Regions from separate parts of the Mus musculus genome. Here regions 1 and 3 are each linked to region 2. Evidence: chromatin contacts called from public HiChIP or PLAC-seq and promoter capture Hi-C data. All regions are on one chromosome and are shown on one strand. The core of a region is the stretch at or near the end of the contact, and the rest is flanking DNA. Distances in the headings are between cores, read along the strand shown.

What was found. HiChIP or PLAC-seq counts read pairs in DNA pulled down with a chosen protein or histone mark. Capture Hi-C pulls out chosen DNA fragments and counts their contacts.
Region 1: an H3K4me3 HiChIP or PLAC-seq map of embryonic forebrain shows a contact between it and region 2, with 4 times the contacts expected there. The contact joins the promoter of Bmp7 here to the promoter of Cyp24a1 in region 2. A contact is called at or near these places in 2 of 39 promoter capture datasets (hippocampal neurons and pre-B cells) and 1 of 115 datasets of contacts at active chromatin or transcription factors (embryonic forebrain).
Region 3: a contact with region 2 is called in a promoter capture Hi-C map of liver, with 4 times the contacts expected there. The contact joins the promoter of Spo11 here to the promoter of Cyp24a1 in region 2. A contact is called at or near these places in 1 of 39 promoter capture datasets (hippocampal neurons) and 1 of 9 other capture datasets (liver).

Annotation. Positions count from the first base shown.
Region 1 is chr2:172,938,558-172,942,132 of GRCm38.p6, reverse strand. It overlaps Bmp7 (bone morphogenetic protein 7), which reads left to right and starts at 1,812. Exons shown (of 7, transcript NM_007557.3): 1 at 1,812-2,478. The coding sequence starts at 2,064. Gm40010 (a long non-coding RNA gene) reads left to right here and starts at 2,488. Exons shown (of 3, transcript XR_867069.2): 1 at 2,488-3,575.
Region 2 is chr2:170,495,438-170,498,891 of GRCm38.p6, reverse strand. It overlaps Cyp24a1 (cytochrome P450, family 24, subfamily a, polypeptide 1), which reads left to right and starts at 1,747. Exons shown (of 12, transcript NM_009996.4): 1 at 1,747-2,375; 2 at 2,528-2,718. The coding sequence starts at 2,118. It also overlaps a transcript of Pfdn4 not described here.
Region 3 is chr2:172,977,755-172,981,417 of GRCm38.p6, reverse strand. Spo11 (SPO11 meiotic protein covalently bound to DSB) reads right to left here and starts at 1,576. Exons shown (of 13, transcript NM_012046.2): 1 at 1,394-1,576. The coding sequence starts at 1,524. Gm52538 (a long non-coding RNA gene) reads left to right here and starts at 2,298. Exons shown (of 3, transcript XR_003953974.1): 1 at 2,298-2,340; 2 at 3,077-3,174.

The sequences.
Region 1 (3,575 bases), core at 563-3,062, 2.4 Mb before region 2:
CATGCAGGCCACAGAAGGCCACACACAGCCTTCAGGATGAGGGCAGGGCCCCTTTGTTTATTCAATATCAAGAACTGTAACATGGTCACCGGAGGTCATGTCTCCAGCTCGCAGCCTGCTTGGCCTCAGATCACCCACCACAGCAGGTCCAGGGAGGGGCCTCTCAGGTCTGCACTGGCCAGGGACTCAGTACTGGTGGCATCCAAGGCCTGGGCTAAGACCTGCATGTCTCTTTTAGCCCCTCAGACAGTCACATCACCTAAAATTCCTACCAAGGAGCCCTGAGAGACCTAGGTAGTTATCTCTGTTCCAGGAAGCCTGAAAGACCAGGCTTCCCATCTCACCCTAGGACTTCAAGAGGGACCCCCTACTCAAGGCCCTTCCCCAGCCCCTACTTGCCATTTTACCACCCCTGAAACGCTTGGCTTGTCGCCCACCTTCAGCAAAGCAGGAAGCCTGGCTCACCATCCCCACTCACTCACTGCCATTCTGGGTGAAGGCTGCTTTGCTCCCATTTTTCAGATTAGGAAACGGAGGCTCCAAAGAGCAGCAATCCACTGAGAGACCCAGTATCTGTCTGGGACGTTTCCTCCTGGGAGGAGAGGGAGGCTAGTCCTTTGAGACAGGAAAATGCAGTCGGGAGCTCTTCTGAACTTGGGTACCAACTGCCTACTCCTCAGGCCCTACCTGGGGCTAGGGGTGGGGTTGTTAGACAGTGAGGTACCAAAGGACTCATGTCAGGACCCCGCCCCCCCAAGAGAGGAGGGGGGTGGGAACATTCTCTAGTCCCAGATTTCACTTATGTACTCTGTAGAGCTGCAGCATCTGGGGTTTGAAGGCTTTGGGTTAAAAGATACTTGGGAAGGAAAAGCCGAGAAGTACCTGGGCCCGGATCCCTTGGGTGCTGGACTTGAGGGGAGGTGTGTGTGTGTGTGTGTGTGTGTGCGCGTGTGTGTGTGTGTGTGTGTGTGTATGTGTGTGTGTGTTGGGGGAGTGAAGTGTAGAAAGAACTTTATCTCCACATTATCTCTGCCAGTCCTGGAAGGTTCCCAGAGGAAGTGGCACCCGAGGGGGGAGGGGCAGGGAGAGAACGTTCCCCGAGGAACAAAAGCCAGGATAGCAGAGGGGCAAGCGGTGGGGGTACCGAGGGGGTTTTGCATGACTGGAGCAAATGGAGTGTTGGGGGGGGGGCGGTTCGAAAGATGAGCCAGGTCCAAGAGTGGCCACCTCCGAGGAGCCTTCTCGGATTCCTGCGCTCCCTCCCGGATGCTTTCCTAGCACAGCCCTTAGTTGCTACACTTTGGCCACTTCCAAGTGCGAGTCCCGAGAGAGCTGGGCAGATTGGGATTCTTCTCTCTGGGTCCCTGCGGCGTCTGTCCCAGTGCCGGACACCCGGTGGGCACTCGGTAAATATTTGTAGAGCGCCCTGGGAGGAATGAATGAAGCCATTGGGCCAGGCTTGGGGAGGGCGGGGACAGGCGCAGGTGGGAGGCAGCGGGAGCGGGAGGGGCGGGGAAGTCAGTCCTCCCGCTCCTCCCCCGCTCCCCGGCCCCAGCGCGCCCAACTCCGGGGCTCCCGAGGCGGCGGGCGGGCGATCCGGGCGCGCAGGGCCCTTGTATTGGGCACGCGGGAGATCGGAAAGGGGTTTGTTGCTGGTGCCCGCGGGCCCGAGCGCGATCAGAGCGGGAGGAGGGAGCTAGGGTTCGCTCAGCGCCCAGCTGCCTCTCCGGCACTCGCTCTCCGGACTTGTAGGTCTGCAAGCTGCTGCTCCTCCCACCCCGGCCCGCCTCCTCGCTCTCTTGCTCGCTCTCTGGAGTTGCTGTGCTAGCCTTGCCGTGCGTCCTGGCGAGTGCGGGCCGAGGGGCCCCGGGCCAGAACTGAGTAAAGGACAGGGGCGTCCCGGGCAAAGCGCAGCCGGCCGGGGAGTGGCCATGTGTGGCGAGGCCGCCTTGAAGCTCGCCTGCAGCAAGTGACCTCGGGTCGTGGACCGCTGCCCTGCCCCCTCCGCTGCCACCTGGGGCGGCGCGGGCCCGGTGCCCCGGATCGCGCGTAGAGCCGGCGCGATGCACGTGCGCTCGCTGCGCGCTGCGGCGCCACACAGCTTCGTGGCGCTCTGGGCGCCTCTGTTCTTGCTGCGCTCCGCCCTGGCCGATTTCAGCCTGGACAACGAGGTGCACTCCAGCTTCATCCACCGGCGCCTCCGCAGCCAGGAGCGGCGGGAGATGCAGCGGGAGATCCTGTCCATCTTAGGGTTGCCCCATCGCCCGCGCCCGCACCTCCAGGGAAAGCATAATTCGGCGCCCATGTTCATGTTGGACCTGTACAACGCCATGGCGGTGGAGGAGAGCGGGCCGGACGGACAGGGCTTCTCCTACCCCTACAAGGCCGTCTTCAGTACCCAGGGCCCCCCTTTAGCCAGCCTGCAGGACAGCCACTTCCTCACTGACGCCGACATGGTCATGAGCTTCGTCAACCTAGGTGAGTGGCGGTGGGAGGGGATATATTTCAGACTGGGGCCACTTTGGGACTGGGAGAGGGTCTCTGCTTACAGCCACTGTGGTCCACCTTTCCATTTGCAAAGCATCAGTGCCCGCCAGAGACTCTTCGCCCCGGGGTCTTAGTAGACTTTAAGCTCTGTGCGTCTCGGATAAGTCTTGCTGGCTCGGAGGGTTTGTCCGGGCTATCCGGAGGGTGCACCCCCAGCCCTGAGTCTCTGTCTGCTCCGCCGCGGGTTCATCTCACTCAGGGGCGGGAGGTCCCGGCTCGGCAGCGGCTTAGTTCAAAGCGCCCGGCTGGGTCATGTGAGCTGAACCGGCTTCAGCGGCCCGCGCTACCTGGATTTAAAGGGCCCTTGTGGGCAAAGCTGCCTTCCCGCCTTTCCTCTGCCCCTCTGAGGCCAGCTTGGTTCTGACATCCCGCGCATCCCCTTTTCTTCCCCTCTCTGACCCTACCTGTCCCATTGCGGAGCGCTGGTTTCGGCGTGCGCTCGGAGTGCCGCGGGGCTCCTCGCCTAGCCGCCAGTCGCCCACCTTTGGACTCTCGGCTGGAGCCGGGGAAAGAACGTTGCCATTGCGAGTTTTCTATTTTAAATGTTTAATGATAGGTCCCGGGCGGGCAGAATCCATTTTCAGCGTTTATCACGTGTGGCGCGCAAACCACGGGTTTTGGCGATTGGGTGGCTGGGGACCTCGGAACAGAGGCCGCCATGGAATGGCTGGGGAACCCGTTTCCCTGCTGGAGTTCCAGCCAACCCAGTGAGTGATGCGAGGCTGGGTTGCGGCTGGTCTGAGACAGCTCCCCCTGCAGCTGTGCGCGCACACGTATTCAACTTGCTCAAACTAACCCCCAGCCGTGCGCTGTGGGGCAGATCATCAAATATTTGGCTTTGGTGATAACAAGTCCTGATAGTGCCGTTTCCTGTGTCGCTTTTATTCTGCTTGTGGAAGTTGCTGAGAAAACCCCAGGTCAAGACACCAAACGCACCATGGGCTCCCGCCGTGTCAACTTGGAAATAATGAAGCTTGAAGACCACCCCTCCCTCGCTGGGCACCCGGGGCTCGGAAGGGATCTCCGTG
Region 2 (3,454 bases), core at 498-2,997:
ATGTCTGTGACAATGGGCAGGGGGGTGGGGGTGGGGTTACGGTTCTTTCACGTGTTTTTGATGTTGAGCTGAAGTGAAATTTGTCTCCTGGCACATACACAGCAGAGAGCTGCCTTGTCTGGCCTCAGTAGGAAAGGATATGCCTAATCCTGCCAGAGACATGATAAACCACGAGGGTGGGGGTGGGGGGTATCCTCTCAGAGGTGAAGGGGAAGTGGAGGGAGGAAGTGTGAGGGGATGGGGGAGGGGGCAGCATTTGGGAGGTAAATACATAAATAAATTATCAATCAATAAATAAGTATTGGAGTGAAATTCCAGTTTTGTCACAGGCTCTTGAAAGTCTAACATATGGTACTTTCACATGGCCTACAGTGCACTACATATATTATAAAATGTATGTTTCACAGAAACACAAGAGACTACATGAACTTATAGTGCATGCCGTATACACGACAGTGCATATTAACATTGATCTAGTGGATTTCATATAAATTATTGCATATATGCAGTTTTTGTTTGTTTGTTAGCACGACCTCTTAGGGGAAATTCGAGACGACAGTATTGGAGCACAAATCACAAATTTGCAAAAGCCTTTCCAGAAGCAGACAGGTGTTTACGGAAGACTTTGCTATTGCTTGGGTCACAGTAACCTTCGGTCAGGTGACTGGAAAGCCGAGGAGGAAAGTCTCTGCCTCCTGCCTGGTTGCTGGCGCTTGGCATTGGAACAGCAGGAAACAATATGAGTCACTTTAAATCAGTGAAGACCAATTTCCTTTCCAGAATTAGGAAAGTGAGCTCTAATCTATCCAGATACAAAAGCAAGGGTGCATCTGTGGCTAACTCTGCCTGCTTTAGGGAGAAAGTGGGGGCGCTTAGGAATCGGTGGGTGCCTCTGCTCTGCGAAGGGTGGGCGGTGTGCAAGAAGGAAAGGCTTAAGGGGACATTGGGAAGCACTCCAAAGGAACCAAGCCATGCCCTCAAGGCACTCCACAGTCTCCCGCAGAACTAAAGCCACTAGCATCCTTTGTTGAGGACATACACCTGTGTACGTGCATTCATTTATTCGGTTCCCTAACAACCCAACCCGAAGCATCGAGGAATCTGGTAAGGAAATTCTGCAAATCGCATTGGGCTTTCTTGCCTAGCTTAAGACCCTGGGTAAGAAAATTATCTCCGCCCCCCCCCCCCCCCCACTTGTTGGTATATCCTAGTAAGTTTCAAATCCTCTCTTCCTTCAGAGGCTCAAAAAGGCAACATTCATCCAAAGGAAGTCCAGCTCAGGCTACGAAAACTTGTCTCCCGGGATGTTGGGAGGCAGGCTCGCTCTCCACTCTCTTGGCAAGCGCGGGCGGTCTTCCGCACTGTCCTCAGGAACCTTGCCCGCCCTGAGTGGCGATTGTGCAAGCGCAGCCTTGGGCTCCTGCAAGGCCGGCTGCAACCTGCAGGAGGAGGGAGAGGAGGCGTGCTCGCAGCGCACCCGCTGAACCCTGGGCTCGACTCGCCTTTCTCAGGTTATCTCCGGGGTGGAGTCCACCACGGTGCGTCCGCCGGGCCAGCAGCGTGTCGGTCACCCGAGGCCCCGGCGCCCTCACTCACCTCGCTGACTCCATCCTCTTTCCACACCCGCCCCCCGCGTCCCTCCCATCCTTGCCAGTCGGTCCCCCTCCGCCCTTATTCAGCGTGCTCATTGGCCACCTCCAGCATGCCCTGTTCCCATAAATACGAGGTCCCTAAGCCCGGGAGCTCGGGGAGGCACAAGGAGGTACATCAGACCTGGCGGCATCCCTTCGACCCTCCTTGACCCCTCGTGGCTTTAGACCTTAGAAGTCAAATTTGCAAAGCCACAGAGTACTCGGGCCAAACCCCGGCCGCTCTTCCCCAGCCACTGTGGCCAGCTCAGGGCAGGGACCTGCGCCCTAAACAACTGCACCTTGCAGCATCCCTGGGCATCTGCCTCTTCCAAGTCCATCCTGTTGTACAGTATTTTACCACACCCGCGGCTTCTGTTTGCCTCTCTTCCCCAAATCGCCAAAACTTCAGAACCCAACAGCACTTCCGAAATACCTTACCCATTTCAGTCCCTACTGCTCCTCGAGTGTCACGGGTCGCCTGCTACTATGAGCTGCCCCATTGACAAAAGGCGCCCCCTGATCGCTTTCCTGCGCCGGCTGCGGGACCTCGGGCAACCCCCAAGGTCCGTGACATCCAAGGCGCACGTGAAGCGTGCGCCAAAAGAGGTGCCCCTCTGCCCGCTGATGACCGACGGTGAGACTCGGAACGTCACCTCCTTACCTGGACCCACCAACTGGCCACTGCTGGGCAGCCTACTGGAGATTTTTTGGAAAGGTGGCCTGAAGAAACAGCACGACACACTGGTAAATAGTTTGTTTCCTAATCACCTATTGTCCCCTGTTCCCTATTCCTTCCGGTCGGGGTGGCAGGGGGAGCTCAGGTCAGCAGCTCGAGGCAGAAGCGCCCGGGGCACCTGAGGATGCGCGCTGATGGCATTTGGCCCGCCCCGCTGCAGGCAGAGTACCACAAGAAGTATGGCCAGATTTTCCGGATGAAGCTGGGCTCCTTCGACTCGGTGCATCTGGGCTCGCCGAGCCTGCTGGAAGCTCTGTACCGCACAGAGAGCGCGCATCCCCAGCGGCTAGAGATCAAACCCTGGAAAGCCTATCGGGACCATCGCAACGAAGCCTACGGGCTGATGATCCTGTGAGTCAGTCCCCTCTGCTGGACGGAGACGATGGGAGGCTGGACGTGCGGGACAGTGGGGAAGGGGAGTCGTTAGAGTTCCCTGGGACGTATGGACAACGAATATAAAGCCCCTGCTCTACCTAGAGCTGGTGCCATCCTGAAATTGTGCTGTAGAGAGTGGGTTCCCCTCACAAGCTATTCAGTGAAGGGATGCACACATGCTGCCTCCCCCAACAGGACACATCAAAAGCACCATGCCCGCTTTATTTGGGCTTCACCTTCCAGGTGTCGTCTTGGGCAAGACTTAACCCTAACGTCAAACCAAATATTTTAACGTTGTTTGACAATTTTATACGTGTTTATAATGTATTTCCGGTCGCATTCATCACTCAGTGCCCTCTCTGATACTCCCACCCACTCCTATTGAGATTCTCCCTTGTCCCAACAATTCTCTCTCCTATTTTCATGTTGTTTTTATTTTGTGTTTATAACTCCCTGAGTTTGCTCGCATGACCATAGGTGGGGGTCATTTAGAGCACAGACATCTTGTCAGAGCCTACACCACTGAGGAAAATAACTACCATAAACTATCAGCTCACGGAGAGACACAGTGAGCCTCTTTCGGGTCAGTGATGGCTGATGGCGGCCGCGAATATTCATTGAGAGCTAAGATTCCTGAGACTTTTCCAGGCGATCTTCAGGGTTAGTTTTTGCGCTCCCCGAATCACTGCGCAGCCTCTTTCGTGGTGCTCTA
Region 3 (3,663 bases), core at 327-2,826, 2.5 Mb before region 2:
TAATGACGAGCTAATATAACTTACAAATACATTTTTTATTTGCTCACATTAACTTACTTCAATGTCGCTGAACTTCAATACAGACTTGGCTTGAAATACTACTGTAAAAATGTTTTAACTGAGGATGATGTAAGACTAGCTTTGAACTTCCTTCCCAAGAATTCAATGCAGAAACATTAACACACATATACGCTCCTGCAAGTGAGCAAGCGCGCTCGCTCTCACACACATACATACTTTCTTATAGCACATTGCCCTAAAATTGATATCATGACTAAAAATTAACCATCTTAAATTGTAATGATTCAAAAGGAAAAAAATTAATCACTACAAGAAAAGAAAAAAAAATGAATTTTGTACTAAATAGTTCACTTGGCCACAAAAAAATCATGCCTCTTTACCACAAAATATCAAGACTGAACCCAGCTTTCTCCAGCTGGCTGTTAATTTCACAAACCATCAGTTTAAAAAAAATATATATCTCAATCATTTTAAGCAACATTGGCACATTGCCTAAGGAGGAAAGCCAAGCTAAACAAAGAAGATGGGCAAAATGTTGAGTTTTAACAACCACACAATTCTCAACGTTTCTACTGTGTGTATGTGGGGGGGGGGATAGATCAGAAAATGGATTTTAAAACATTTACTATTTTCTAACACAATTTTTTTCAAAGTTTGGAATAGGCTGAGACAAATACTGAAGGTCAAGATATAGTCAGGTGAACCGTAGGAGAGTCTCTGTAGTTGGTTGTGAAGAAATTACTTACAATATGTTCATCTGTTCCCTTCAGGTTAAAAAAAAAAAAGTCTTATTATAAATTACTTAAAATGTGATGATGTCCTTGTTAGTTCTGAGAAATTAATTAGTGGTAGTTCAGAGAGTAAACGCTTTTCACTTTCTCTTTCCTCTTCTATCCCTCACTCCCAAACCTATTTTACACACACACACACACACACACACACACACACACAATTTTTTTTCAACATGGGGTTTCTCTGTCTAACAGCCCTGGCTATTCTGGAACTACTGATTTCAAACTCAGAAACCTGCCTGCCTCAGCCTCCCGGTGCTGAAATTAAAGCCCAGCTTTCATTTAAAACAAAAACAAAAACAAACAAAACAAAACAAGACAAAGCCCCATAAATCCAAAGCAAGTCTCAAGCTCTCTGACTATAAAGGACACTGATAAACCTAGGAACTAAGCCAGAGCGGGGCGCCTGGAACATTCTAGAAAACATCTGGTGTGTACAGGGTCCCGGTCACCACCAGGGAGCACTAGGGAGCACCGACTTCGGGGCTCGGACGTGGCCTCCGACGCTCTCCCCACGGAGGCCACCTCGGCGCCACGAGGAACCTTCCCGGGCTTTCCATGGCCCTGCCGAGCTGCTGTACCTAGAGGCCACGCGGGTGGCCCCGGCAGGGGTCTCCCCTGCGCCTCTCTTCACCATGGCCAACAGGGAAGCCCTGTGCCGATCCAGGGCGTCGAAGAACGAGGCCTCGGGCCCCATAGGCGCGAACGCCATAATGGCGGATGCGGAGCCGCTCTGAGGCCTCCTGCCCCTGCGAACCTTTCCGCGCTCTAGCCACGCGCATGCGCACTGCACCACTGACCGCGGGACAGCCCGCGGAGCAGAGTGCGCAGGCGCAGGGGCCTCTGAGGCGCCCCCCCAACACACACACACACACACACACACACACACACACACACACACACACACACACACACACACTACCCTTCAGGGAGGACATGAAGCTCTCAGATGCAGATCTCTGGGGTCGAGGTTTTCTTGGTCTGATAACTTAGGGGAAATAATACTTGCAAAGCTCTTTTGGGGGGTCATTTGGGGAGGTAATAATTACAACTTTTCACTAGGACGGTCATGGACCTGGGGATAGGTATGGGAGAAGGGAAACATTTCTGCCTGGTTTGGCTTCCTGCCTCTGTACCAGGTCCTCTCCACCTGCCTCCTCCTGTGTGCCGGGATTAAAGGCTTTTTACTGTCCAAAACATGTTTGGGATTTGCTTTTATTAAGAAGATTGTCGTTGGGGAAAGCTCGGCGTTAAGAATTTTAATGCACTTGTAGAGAGCCTAGGTTCATTCATTTCTTAGGACCCCCGCCAGGCAACTCATATCTGCCTAAAACTACACTTCCATGGGACCTCATGCCCTCTGGCCTCTGTGGGTTCCTGCATGCATGTGGTACTCACACATAAAAATATTTTTTTAAAAAAAGTGAATTTTTAAAAATATATAAAAAGTTGTTGCTTATCTGAAAATAGTATTTCCATCCTAAGCCTTAATAGCGTGAATATCACTTCCTCTCCTTGCAGACCTACGGTAAGACATGTCTCGCTTTATTCTCTCTGAGCCTTCTAGAGCAGAAGGTGGGATTTCTGAAGTCCTAGAGGAGCCTTGACTCTTAGAACCGTATCCTTAACAAAGAGAGACTGGGATGAGGTAAAAAACTGACTGGACCAAAGTGGCTTGAATCAAGGTGTATGAGAGATGCTGGGACTGATCCCGTGAGAGCCACCTGACCACAGGCCCCAGTTGATAGTTTTTATTTCTAATAGTCTAGTGGCAGAAATAACAGCCTCCTCTCTGCATGCCCATGCTGAGGCATCCCTTCCCTCTGAGGGACCAGCCACACTTCCCTATACTATTCTGTAGTATAGAATAGAGTTTATTTAGGGCATGGATGGGGAAGGGAGTTGAGAGAAAGGGGGGGTGGGGATAGAGGAGTAGAGGCTGGCTATGAGCACATGGGGGGGAGGAAGGGGGGAGGGAAATGGGGAAAGAGGGGGAAGAGGGGAAGAGAGCAAGGACAGGAGAGCAAGAGAGAGAGAGAGAGAGAGAGGAGGGGGCAAGCAACCCCTTTTATAATGAGTCAGGCCCAGCTGGCTATTGCCAAGTAACTATGGAGTGGAGCCTAGGCTAAAAGCCAACACTGCGTGTGTGTGTGTGTGTGTGTGTGTGTGTGTGTGTGTGTGTGTGTGTGTGTGTGAGACCTGTGTGAAGAGCCTTTCTTTATCATTATCACACTCCTTCCTGTTGCCTCTCATGTGCTATGCAGTGCTGGTTACCAGAGGGATGAGGGAGCTAGGTCTCTGTCCTCAGGAAGCCCTCAGCCCAAGGAGATGCAGCAACTGAACACAAACGGGCGAACCTCAGGTAAGTGTACCAGGAGATAGGTACACTTGAAATGAGTAGGGAAAACTCACCCTCATTTTCTGGATGGAGAGTCTGGGCTCAGAAAGGTTGAGAGCTGCATGCGAGGCTGAGCATGCGAGCCGGTTCTCCAAGAGGGAGGCTTTGATGCCAGGTTCATGTCAGATCCTGGGGAACCCAGGGGCCTCCAGGGGTCTGGCTCAGGGTGGGCTGGCATTTTGCAGGGTTCTTCCTGGCGGAACTAGCCCTTTGTCCTGAGTGGTGGCCTTTTTGTTTGTTTGGTTGGTTGGTTTGGTTTTGGTTTTAGTTTTCCTCCGGAGGACAGCCACACAACAGGCAAGCTTCAGAAGGACTTGAAGAGGGAGGGCAAGGTGACATCACAGCTTTCTTCTGAGTTTCACACACGGCTCCCCTTTTATGTCCCTTGGAGACAGACCTGAATCGCAGGTCTACAGACTCCACCAGAGGCCTCTCTCCTCCTCTGGGACTTTT